2 separate regions of the Rattus norvegicus genome follow, and region 2 is linked to region 1. Evidence: chromatin contacts called from public Hi-C data. All regions are on one chromosome and are shown on one strand. Each heading gives the region's core, a stretch centred on a gene start, on an enhancer-like site or on the middle of the called end of the contact. The rest is flanking DNA. Distances are from core to core; before and after follow the strand shown.

Evidence for each region. Hi-C and Micro-C count contacts between places; a contact is called where the count stands out from the background.
Region 2: a Hi-C map of liver shows a contact between it and region 1, with 2.8 times the contacts expected there. The contact joins the promoter of Slc35f5 here to the promoter of Actr3 in region 1. A contact is called at or near these places in 10 of 12 Hi-C or Micro-C datasets (the A7r5 cell line, the Rat2 cell line, Schwann cells and 6 more) and 1 of 1 datasets of contacts at active chromatin or transcription factors (oligodendrocytes).

The regions. Positions count from the first base shown.
Region 1 is chr13:39,394,232-39,400,716 of GRCr8, reverse strand. It overlaps Actr3 (actin related protein 3), which reads left to right and starts at 4,208. Exons shown (of 12, transcript NM_031068.1): 1 at 4,208-4,336. The coding sequence starts at 4,293. LOC102554198 (a long non-coding RNA gene) reads right to left here and starts at 3,787. Exons shown (of 5, transcript XR_010056987.1): 1 at 3,483-3,787. LOC134481486 (a long non-coding RNA gene) reads left to right here. Exons shown (of 3, transcript XR_010056988.1): 3 at 1-418.
Region 2 is chr13:39,541,346-39,547,830 of GRCr8, reverse strand. Slc35f5 (solute carrier family 35, member F5) reads right to left here and starts at 2,635. Exons shown (of 16, transcript NM_001105950.1): 1 at 2,374-2,635; 2 at 1,282-1,372; 3 at 1,026-1,167. The coding sequence starts at 2,413.

The sequences.
Region 1 (6,485 bases), core at 2,959-5,458:
GGGTTGGGATGTAGTCCAGCTGGCAGTGTGTTTGTCAAACAGGCGTGAAGCCTGGATTTAAACCTCACCTGCACATAATCGGGGCATTGAGGCACACACCTGTAATCATAGCAGTTGTGAAGTGTGGACAAGGAAGATCATAGATTCAGGGTAATCCTTGGCTACACAGTGTGGTCTCCTTTAGACATTGCATAAACAAACAGAACAACAAGCAAACAAAAAGCTAAAAGCTTCTGGCCTTTGTTGTAACTACTTCTTGATAATTGCCCAAGACTAGAATATTGGAAAGTAATTTTTGGGACCTCAAGTCTCAGCTCCACTTGTTGACAGTTCGAAGTCCCTTAATGCCACACTTAGGAGAACTTTGGTAGGATTTTTTTTCAATCCGACCTAACTACCTTTAACTGCTGAATACAGCCTGTCCACTTACACTGAGTCACAGCTTGACTCACTTCTGTCCAAAGTGCTCTCTCCATACCCCCCCCCCCCATGACCCTGAAGAAAACCAGTCATGGGAAAACCGTTTAGCATCTTCTAAAATGTATGGGGGAAAACCAGCAACGAGGCATCTGAAAGAAGACCCACTCTTCTTGCTGGACTGCTGTGAAGACAACATCTCACACCTTTCCCTTAGGGCTACTTCAGATGAGCAGCTGTGACTACACTCACTCCATAGTAACTGATGCTGCTGTCCTTCTGTACATATCAGGTCCCAAAGAAAGGCTGGTCCTTCTGCTTTCTACCTGTGAACCATAGAACACAATGTACCCCCCCCCCCATGCCACTGTATCAGCTCTAAACAAAGCAGATGACAAGTCAAAACATATGACTCTCACCTCAGAAGGCATACTAGAGTTTATCTTGGAGCCAAATATGAGTAACTATGGCCCAGGAACACAGACTTCAATGACCATTAAATTTGTGTTGCAAGTTAGTAACAGTCTCAGGATGTTTTTATAGTAACAGAACAAAATAAGTCATAAATTAGGATTTTCTTACACACACACACACACATATTGGTGGAAACATTAGAGATGTGGCTTTCAGCAAAGTGGAGGAAATATCTGTGAGGCCTCAGATAATGTCCCAGTGACACCCATACCCTTTTTTGGTTCATGGAACCCCGTGATCTATTACGTTAATCTATTCTAAAAGGTTTCACCTGTTAGTTGCAGCATGTTAGGACACATGGACAAAGTAATTAGGTCCTGGACCTGTTACATTCCAAACTCTCAGTCAGTGAAGTTCTAATTAGTTAACCGGCCTTCCAGAAAGTTCCATATAAGATGCTACTCTTTCCAGAAAGTTCAGCTCTCACAGCCAAACCTTTTTTTCCTAGTTCTTTGGATAAGTTGCTTTGGGATAAGCTTGAATATGCTTAGAAGTCTCTACTGATGTCTGCACCATCCTCTTTCTCAGGGTTCCGTTTTCATCACATCCTCTTTGGCTGTCTTCATTTTAACCACTGAGGGGAAGAAGTTAGACTCCCCTCCCCCAGTGCTGCCTCAGGTCAGATACTTGCATTTTCTCTTCTTGGGGGCCTCCCTCCCTCCTTTCCTCTGTTTCTTAAGATCTGTGGCCGAACCACTTATGCTGTTCAAGTGTGACTGCTCCGCTGTTTTCCAACCCTTCACCCGTTCCTCACAGTTCTCAGCATTTTTTGTGATTCCTAATACAATCTGTTTTTCTACTCATGGGCAGAACTCTGAGATCACACCTCTTATCTATACTTTGCCCCACTATATTAAGGGTCAGTATAGTCTCTGCCATACAGAGCAGGTGAGAAATATTTTTCTGTCAAATTATTAACAATAATAAGTGGAAAGTCAATATTTTACCCCCTCGGGTCAGTTTGCCACCTGATAACATAATATTCTGTATTGAATAAACACATCCTTTCTTAATGTATTATTATTGTCTTATATTAGCAAACCTAGATTAGCCTGTTCAAAATATGTTCTCCAGTGCAGTATGGCACAGAGGTAACGGGGGTGACCAAACACTTCTGGATGAGTTCTGAGGCCTGCTCTTCAGAAAGGAATTTATGTCTAGTATGCTAAACCTGTCCAAAAGGCCCAGGGCTTAGGAGGTCACAGGCTGTATAGGGAAACCTGTTGCCCTACTCAATAGACCTTCTAAACATTGATATTTCTACACAGAGACTGGAGCTGTCCTTGGGTGGAGAAGTTTCTCTTTGCATTAGTTAGCAGTTAAAGCAGATACAAACCTGGCCTGAGTGCTGAGGTCTAAGTGACTACTGAATGCTCAGCCTTATATGGTCCATCTGTATCGACCTTCACCACTACACAAAGCTGAGGGAGCATGGAGGAGGGGGTGGGGAGAATAGAAGAACCAGAAGATGCTGTCTTCTGGACGTGACACAGATTTTGCAGGTATGACATTGCAGTTACCGTCACCTTAAGATCAAGCCAAGATCAGTCAGTGTTTCAACAGACCAGACTGATGGGATGCAGTGGATTACATAAAACTAAATAAAAAAAAAAAACAAAACACACACACACAAAACAGAGGGGGCATGAAGGAAGGAGGAGGAGTAAAAGGACAATGATGAGGAAGAATACATTGGGATATCCAGGGGAGCTAGAGAGAGGGTTCTGGGAAAATTCAGTCAAGATACAGTGTTTACATGCATGGAAATGCTAAAGAATAAATAAAAGACAAGTCTGTTGGGGAGGAAAGCTGTTAACTTTCCAGGTTCCTGCTGATGAGAAAGTAAATTCTCAGGTTCTACTGCACATTGATTTTTGCATAATCCCCTGAGATATGACCTAGCAAAGCACTTTACACTTTCTACATTACTCTGATGTATTCAAGTTTTTAAAAGTATTGCCTTTTAAGTCTGTAATGTAAAAAACACATATCTTTTTCTTTCTTTTTTTTTTTTTTTTTTTTTTACTAGAAAAAGTTTCAAGCTAACAGTATTACACAGAAGGAAATCCATTATCACTCCAACCTGAATAGAGGCCAGGTACCTGCACAGAGTCTATAATGTAGAACACAACCTCTGGGAGGCTGGCCTTTCTTAAAGGCCTGAGACAATCTCACTACTCTTGGAGGAAGTTTATCATCACCCCAAAACCCAAATAAAGGCCATCTGTGCAGGCTATGTAGAACCTCTGGGAAGCTTATTTTTTTATTTTTATTGTTTTACATTTTCGTGTGAGGGGGAGAACGTGTGCAAACTCAAAGAACAACTTGTGGGGGTCTTTTCATTCCTTCCAGCGTGTGCACCTCCAGGGATCAAACTCAGGTTAGTGAGTGCAAGCACCTTTACCTGATCCAACACTTGCCTTCCTTGATGACACAGAGGAATCCCCAAACCCTGGAGAAGGTGGGTTTGTTGTTACTGTTTAACCTAACGTCTTGGATCCTTGCCTTCTTAAAGGCAGAGGCCCACCATTTGGGTGAGCTTTGAAACTACAATGTAATAGTATAACTGACGTAAATCTCAGGACACAAACCTTTGTTCATCTCTTTTCTGACTGCACACCTAGAGCGATCATAGGGGCATGCTGCTGACCACGTTTCCCCACAGTAGAGAAGCCTTCTGTTCATTCCTCAAGTTAGCAGAGAAGAAACACACACACACACCACTACCAAAAGCCAGCTTCATAATTAAGTAACTGCCTGACTTCTCGGCTTTCACCGGCCAGAAAATGTGAAGTGGAATATTAGCAAGTTGGAACCGGAGCCTCGACCCACAGCTGCACACCACTGCGCATGTGCAGCCGCTTCGGAAAGCATTAATGCTTAGCTTGGCTACTGGGTTTCTAGCTATCTGAAAACCCAAAGTGGAGTTTCTGGTTATCTGGAAGGGAGCCGAGGCCCGGCGGTCGCACATTACAGCGCGCGCGCGCACTCGCCCCTCCCACCCGGAACCGGAAGTGGGAGCGATCGCGGCCTGGGGCCTGGCCTGGCCGGGGCGTCGGCAGCGGCGGCCATCTTGGCTACCCGCGGAAAGGCAGTGTGAGGGGAAGAAGTTGTAGGGTGGGGGCGGGAGTGAGGAGGAGGAGGAGGGCCGAGAGCGGAGGGGTGGAGGAGGAGGCCGCGGCGGGGCAGGGCGGGGACAGCCTGCCGGCCGGCCAGCCTGCTGGGCTTGCGGAAGTACTAGCCTACTGCTCACTCGCTACTGCTCGGGCTTCCCACAGCTCCCTCCCTTCCTCCCTCAGGACCGAGGGCGGCCCAGGCCAGTGCATGGTCAGCTAGCTCACATCTCTATCCCCGGCCTCTTAGCAGCACGGAACGGACGGCAGCGGCGGGCGAGGAGGAAGATGGCGGGACGGCTGCCGGCCTGTGTGGTGGACTGTGGCACGGGGTACGGCGGGTCTTCTGGGTGGGGAAACTGAGTCTGGGGACAGCCGGAGGAGGGAGATGAATGGGGTGAGCCGGCCAGACTGGCGACGGGTGGTGCCGGGAGCCTCCCTGGTTCGGTCGCTTCAGCCTTCTGGGACGAAGATCTTTTCAGGCCCTTCCCTTCTGGGAAGGCCGTCTGGCCCACCTGGCTTTCCTTTCCCATCTCTCCTCTTCCTGCCTGTGAACTAGGGGACTCTCAGGGAATCTCCAGGCGTAGGACCAAGGGAAAAAAGAGAAGCGCTCCTTGCGGGTTTTGCAAGATCGCGGTGACAACCCTCAATCTCTAGGGCGTGTGGGTGGGGAGAGCGGAGAACCGGGCTGTGAAAATGGGAAGCTAGAATGGGGGCTTTTGCAGAGGACCCACGCGCCGCCTCTTTTCCGCCCACACCCATTCTTAGCCATCTCCCACTACCCATTGAACCAAGTCAGTTCCAGCGAGGAGGATCTCATGGGGTTATTGCTCTTGCCTCAAAAAAAGTCCCTTAGTGAGCAAGCGCGCTGCAACTTCCTTAGTTTTGTCAAAGCCGCTTCCTGCTTTCCGTCTTTTATAGCCTTATAAGGTAGTTTTTCGTCTCCAACGTTAACACGTCTTATTAGAACTTTCAAAATTAAGCAGGTTGCATAAAGAGTAGATTATGAGTGCTAGGTATCAGTGTGTTTGAACTAAAAAAAATGTTCTTGTGTCCATGGAGGGAGATAATGGGGAGGAGAAGGGACGCACCCTGGAACCTAAACATTCAGTTTGGTTTGTGACTGTGTCTTGAAAGCTGAAAGGAGATAGAAAGGAATGTGTTTGATTAAAGCAATTGTTTCTGATAGTAGTGTGGTTGGCTAAAGTGACTTTTAAAGTTGTAGGTTTGTATTAATGAACCTAGTCAAGAGTTAGAACTTGCTCTGTGTGGTGACCTAGAGAGACGACTACATTTTTTACGCTGTACGTTGCAATACTTGGTGGAGGAAGAGGCCTGTCTGATCTCGAATCCCCCAAACACATAAGTGGTTTTGAGGACAGTTGCCAACCTTTTTCCTCTTATTCACCCTACCACAGTTATTTAAAGGATGCCTCTTCCACGACATTAGTTAGTTTGTATAAATCCCTCCCATCTTAACTCTCTGCCTTTACATGTAATTGTTAGGCAGCCGGAAACAACAAAACACTTAATTTTTTATTTCTTGGAAAACACTAGTTTAGCCTTGGAATTTCTATGTATTTTCTTAGTTGACATCGTATTAAAGTTAGATTTTTTCAATCCGGTCTCACCCTCTTGAAGTGTTTATATATGTATATTTAAGTTTATCTTTTCGTAGTTTAATTGATGAGTACTTGGATGTTAGAGGGATTTTAAAAATTAGAATTGGCTAGCGTGAATAGGATTTTTCAAGTGTATTTTATTGAAGTGACAGATAGTGCTATGTAGTGCTTCATGCTTTAGAAATCACTGTCAGTAAAGCCACATAGTCATTGATCACTGTATAAATAATGCCGTAGCAGCTTAAGGAGGATGCGTCTTTAATCTTTTTATGTATTTATTTTCCTCTTTTGAAATGCAGTTTTGGTTATTTTTGAATAAGTAGTAATTGGTATCTCATTGAACTTAGCTGTCCTTAAGTGACCTTTTTTTCTGAAAGGGCAACCTTGAATTAAAAACACATTTGGAGTGACCAGGAGAAGTGATACAACTTATACCTAGGCTATTTCTGTCTAATATCTCAATTACTAAACCATTACATTGCTATATTGTATATTGATCTCACCTTACAAAGAGAGGTTAGCTGTATATTCATTTATGATATGGGTGAAACTGATTAAAGTCACTTTCTCTATTCAGTGTTTTTACCTTTGCTCACAGTCTGAATTTCCCAATTTGTAGTTTTCTTTATTTTGCTTCTGAAGGTTTTGGGTGTGTCATCCTCTCCCCTGCCAATCCCACCAGTTGGCTCTACTAGACAGCAGTTTAGAGACTCTCACCTTGAGCTTTATTAGAAAAGTCCTTTCTCAGCGCCCAAGATAAATAGCATGTCCAAAAATGACTAGCAGGGAGTTTTACATCTGAAATAACTGTTTCCCAAATGCAAAATGTACCCCTTTAATTTGTACACCCTCCTCCCCC
Region 2 (6,485 bases), core at 1,386-3,885, 150 kb before region 1:
CCTTGGCACGTGTGAGCACACATACACTCTAAGTAAATAAGCAAATAAATAAGTAAATGTGATAAAAAGTATAAACAACAAATTATCTTCTTACAAAGATCATTAGCCAAAAAGAAGTATACAAATCAGAAGTAAAATTAGCTTATAAACTCACAGTATCACACTACTACAAACGAGGGATCAATTAACAAAAAGCTTAATGGAGCGAATCATATGCTGTGCTTTTGATAAACATGTGACTCAGCAAGCACACAGATGTGGCTTCACCAGCGTACGCATGTGGATCACGGTGACTTGTACATGAAAAATCTGATGGCTCGTGTTTACTTTTCCAAAAATAGCTTCTTTTTCAAATTAGCAAGAATCTACTAAGCTAAATGCCCAGACTATACTTTCTACTGGCCCTCAATGTTCATAAAAAACAGTATTTATGAAGAAATAAATTCAATATTGACTAAAAACAAAACCACCTTTGTGTAATTAGAAAATATATTCTGTGATATGTTCTCTACAAATGTGAGAAAGCTGCAGGTAGGACTGTAGAAATGGCTCCATGGTCCACAGAGCTTAGTGTTCCTTCAGAGTTCAGTCCCCAGTACCCATGCCGGGTGGCTCACAATTGCGTTTGAGTTCCAAGGACCCAGATCAGATGCCCCCTTCTGGCCTCTACAGGAACATGTACACACATCTGCATATATACAGACACACACACACACACACACACACACACACAAAGAGAGAGAGAGAGAGAGAGAGAGAGAGAGAGAGAGAGAGAGAGAGCGCTTTTGTAACTTCAGGAAAGAACAAAAGCATCATGTCAATTTTTACTTGAAATGACATTAATTCAGTACCAAAGAAAAACAAAGAATTCAACAATGTTTAAAATACTGGTGTTAGACGCATGAGGCACTAACAGAGAAATACTACAGCTTGACACTACTTGTCATCCTACGTCATTAGCAACGTTACTACAGGTGAGCGTTAATTCTACCACAGTGCAATACCATTGGTGGAGAAATACATACTGAGGTGAGTTCTGAGGACGCCACCCATATCACATCAACCAGCAGGAGAATCACTATCCCCAGGGCCATTCGCCTGCGCTGACTGAAGCCACTGCTCTGGGAATTCACACGGTTCATGATAAACACATAAACCATTTGCAGTCTGTTAATTTAGAAAACACAGATCTCATTAGAGTCTCTTTGAGAAGAACCCACATAAAAATTAGAAAGCCAGGGCAAGGAAACAGGAGACATTTGGATGAAGTGTACGATTTACCTTGTGGCGAGGGCTTCTCTGAGATCCTCAAATGCAATGCGGGCAAAGCGAGCAGATACCTGTCTAAATGGAGGTGAAGAGCTCAGCCCACCTAAAACAGCACCACGGAAATAACGCTTAGGAAAAGTTCAAGTATAAAGCAGCATCTTTTCCACTCTTCACCTTCAAAGACTATCAAAATGTGTTCAACAGAAGCCACACTCTGGGCATGGAACTCAGTAGTGTAATGCTTGCTTGCCTAGTTAGCACGCATGAGTTCTTGGGTTCCATCCCAACCACTTCCCAAACTGGGCACAGAGGCACACATCTATAAATTCTAGCACTTGGGAAGTAGGGGAACGGCAGAATCAGAAGATCAAAGTCAGAATACAGGGTGAGGTCAAGGCCAACATGGGTCACATGAGACCAGATCATAAAATAACAAAAAAAAAAAAAAAAAAAAAAAAAAAGAAACCCAGGCTGGAGGTGTAGTTCAGTTGGTAGAGCGAATGGAGATAGCCCTGAGGTCAATGGAACCAGTGCATAAAACAGGGGTGCCGGTGCTTCTTTAAGGCAGAAGATATGATTTTGAGACCAGTCTCAGATACATAACACCTGTCCCAACCTGACAACCCCAGCTCTCCCAAAAGAAAAAATTATACTTAAAAGAAGTCCTGGGTACCAGGAGGGTTAAAAAAAAAAAAAAAACATTCCATATATGGCACACTAAAGAGAGCCATAAACATATCCTCGAAGTCTCACAAACAGAACTCTCTAGATCCTCTCTTCAGGACATCCGCCCTGGCAGTCTAGACACGCGCGCGTGCATCAAAAGTGTCCTTACCCCCCATCTCCAGGGGATTCGGCTCGCTGACAGGAAGTGATGTGCGAGGTTCCACTCCCCTCATGTGAGGACCAAGATCATCCTCGCTCCCCACACGCCCAGTCACTACACCCTGGCTGCAGTATGAGAGGACAACAGAAAACAGCTGGGACAGGGAAATCGCCTCTTGGTGAGGAAAAGACGTGAGGAAAACCGAGCCTCTTGCCTTGTGAGGGGTGAGAGGACTCTGACCCGTCCTCCATGGCCGCGGTCGCCGGCCCACCGCCTACCTGGCCTTCCTGCCCCTCGATGGAGTCGTGGCGGCACCATGAGCGGCCCCGGCCCGGCCCGCCGCCCAGCGCCGCCGCCTCACACCGCACGCACAGACCCCAGCATCCTGCCGCACAGCAGACCCAATCTCAGTCACCGCGCTACCCCTCGGCTTAGGGCCGCGGCTGTCAGGCAGGCCAGCACTCGGCCCCACTGAGGGGAGTGACCCAGGCCACCCGACCGACGGCGCTGGCAGCGAAAGTCCTGGAGGCCCGGATTGCGGCCGCGGCCCAGGCCCCGCCCCCGGTCGGTCAGCCAGCCAGGCCACGCCCATTGCTGGCCAAACAAGCCCATCCCACGGCTGGCCAACAGGCAGGCCCCGCCCCCTGTCCGTCAGTCAAACAGGCTCCACCTCCCGACCAGCGACAACCTGGACCCGCCCCCGACCAATTAGCTAAGCAATGCTGCGAGATCCCAGGCAAGCTCTTTCCCTGGATAGCGAACCTGGCCGCACAGCCTGGTAGACAGGAACCTCTCCAGGCACCCTGGACCCCATCCTGGAGACTCTAGGCCCCCAGCTTGTCCACCAACTAGGTGACATCCTCCCCATCACTGAGTCAACCACTCAGTTGTCAGTTCGTCCATCCGGGCTCCTCCCCCAGTTGACAATCCCTACCCTAAACCCGAGTAGTCAGCCCAGAGCCCGGCCCCCGGAGAGCCTGGCAGGCCCCGCCCCTGCCCAGCAAGCTCCTGTGGCCCCGCCCTCTGGCCTCAAGATTGAAGGCGCGCGGGTTACGTCACGCTGGGCGCCACTTCTGGCCGGCGCAGGGCTAGTCAACCGGTTGATGTTGCGGTAGTGTGGACTCCAGCTGCTAACTGGCTTCTGGCTTGGAGTCACGTTGGTGGCGCGAAGGGGAAGAGAAGGGAAGAAAGCGAAGGGAGGAGGGTGGGGGTATGTAGGACAGGGAGAGCCCAGCCGTGGAAAGGCTGCCAGACTTCACCCCAGCCCCGCCCTGAAGCGAAAGCTGACTGCACATTTTCCTCCAAAGTTTAGGCAAGCATTTTCCAGTAGCTCTTTCTAAAAACAGTCAGTGTAGCTTGGCACCCGTTGGATTCCTAGATCGTTTTTGTCCTTAAACTAGAGCTTCATTCTTGCAGTTAGTAGTTGTCTAGGCCAAGTTACTCATCTCTCTGGCCCTCACTGTATTTTAACCCATAAAAAAAAATAGCATAAAATGTTGTGAGTGCCTCGGGTGTATGTTTACATCAGGTCAAACAGAAAGGAATCAAATCAACCTGTGACAAATTAAGACCCCCCACAGATGCTAGCCTGACTAAAGTATGGGGTTTTAAGTTTATTGAAGCTCGCATAAAATAGAAGTTCGCCAGCATCCTGATTTATATTTAGAAAACACAAGACTTAAGGCTTCTGTGGCCAGAATTGCATTGTTAGCATTTTTATCAAAGGAGGCAAAGAAATAATTTTGGGTTTTGCTCATGTAATCACAGTGTGGTCCATCCTTTCTCTTTTAACTCTTTGTCTACATAGTCTAATGACAAAAAGTAACATGAACATTTTGTGATCTGGTCAGATTTAAAAGAAAGACACACACACACACACACACATACACACACACACACACACACACACACACACACACACACACACACACACACACCTGGCATCGAACACTTCCAGTCATTGAGAAACCCACTGCTGGAACAGGAGAAATGACTCTGTGGGCAAAAGTCCTTGCTGTGAAAGCGGGAGGTCCTGGTTTCAGATCCCTATCACCCCAGTAAAAAGTTCGGCTTGATCATGTGTACATTTGTAATCCCAGCACTGTGAGAGACAGAACTGGGAAGATCTGTCTTGCTGGTTGCCAGACACTTCAGGTTTAGTAAGAGACCCTTGTCACAGGTGTAAGAGGGTAAGTGACAGAGCTCCCTAATTAGAGACCTAATACTCTCTCACCTCCATCCATATACTCCTGCACACAAACAAATACAATTTGCTTGGCCATTCAGTTAAGAACAAATGATTAAACACTTTAGTGGTTTGAATATGTTTGGCCCAGGAAGTGACACTATTTGGAGGTGTGGCCTTGGAGTGGGTGTGTCACTGTGGGCATGGGCTTTAAGACCCTCTTCCTAGCTGCCTGGAAGTCAGTATTCTCCTAGCAGCCTTCAGATGAAGATGTAGAACTCAGCTCATGTACCATGCCTGCCTGGATGCTGTCATGCTCCCTCCTTGATGATAATGGACTGAATCTCTGAACCTGTAAGCCAGCCCCAATTAAATGTTGTCCTTATAAGAGTCGCCTTAATCATGGTGTCTGTCCACAGCCGTAAAACCCTAAGACTCCTACTGTCTGTTCTTACCTGTTTAAAATTTGGTCCACCCTCTTTTCAAGAACAATATCGTAAATGGACCTTGGAAGCAGGAAGGTAGACCATGGACTAGTTCCATCAATTTCCAAGAATATGTGCCCTATTGAGGGTCTTAAAAATGAAGAGGGGGGAGCTTATCCTTCAGAGTAGAAAAAATTATAGCCATAATATAGCATATATTTGAAATTACTGTACTGCATAATAGGGATTTGGCTATACCCATACATTATATTATTCCAGCCAAAGTTTTTGTCTCTCATTAACATCTTTAGTAGTCATAGTAAGTATAATTTTTATGCTATATGTCTGATATAGTTCAAAATAAAGCATGGTGAATCAGTCTCAAGGCTAGGCATGCTTTAATCCCCGTACTTTAATTTCAAGGCCAGCCTGGTCTACATAGTGAGTTACAAGAAAACTAAAGCTATATAGTGAGACTCTATCAGAGAGAGAGAGAGAGAGAGAGAGAGAGAGAGAGAGAGAGAGAGAGAGAGAGATCCAGTTTGTTTGTTTTGACACAGCATCTCACTTGGTAACCCTAGATGGCCTTGAAATCACACAAATCTGCCTGCCTCTCCATCCCAAATGCTGGGATCAAAGGTGTGTACTACCACACACCCAGCACATGGGTTTTATTTCAGAAAATGTGTTATAGAATAGTTAGGATTATCTACAGTGTACCTCAGTTTCTCCATCTATAAATACGGGTTGCTTAAAATGAGAGCTCGTACACAGGAGTTACTACTATTAGCCTGTATTCCCAGAGCATCTGCTAAAGGGCAGTGTTTGTGTGAGGAAAATTCTCCAAGACTGCTCCATAAAACCAGGCTAATCTGGCTAGATTTTATTTTTTTAGGTTTGGCACAATTCAGGATCATCTGGGAAGAAGGAGCTGGAAAAATGCCTCCATCAGATTGGATCGTAGGGTATTTTCTTAATCAATGACTGATGTGAGAGGGCACAGCCCACTGAGAGCAGTGCCATTCCTGGTACATGTGGTTACTTGGTCATATAAGAAAACTGAGGAGTAAGCCAGTAAGCAGCACCCTCCACAGCCTCTGCTTCAGTTCCTGCCTCCAGGTTCCTGCCCTGCTTGACTCCCTCAATAAGAGACTATTGTCTTAGGATTTTCATCGCTGTGATGAGACAATATGACACTATGACCAAGGCAACTCTTATAAATGACAACATTTAATTGTGACTGGCTTACAGGTTCAGAGGTTCAGTACATTATCATCAAGGCAGGAGCATGACAATGTCCAGGAAGGCATGGCACTGGAGGAGCTGAGGGGTCTACATTTTGTTCAGAAGGCAGCTGTGAGAAGACTGATTTCCAGGCAACTAGACGGAGGGTTTCTCAAAGCCCACCCCAGCAATGACACACTTCCTCCAAGAAGGCCACATCTCCTAATAGTGCCACTCCCTGGGCCAAGCATATTCAAACCACCAGAACTATGAAGTAGACGTGTAAGCCAAATAAACTCATTCCTCCTCAGGTTGCTTTTGGTCACGGTCCTTACCAAAACAGTAGAAATTTACCTAGAACACTGGCCTGCTGTGGTTTTTCTGCTGCAGCACCAGCCTGACTGTGTTGGCCGGTTTTGAGTCAACTTGACATGAGCTTGAGTCACCTGAGAGGTAGAAACTTGCAGTGAGAAAATATTTCTGTAAGCCTGGCTGTAGGCAAGGGTGCAGGGCACTTTTTTCTATTAGTGATTCATGTGGGATGGCCCAGACTATA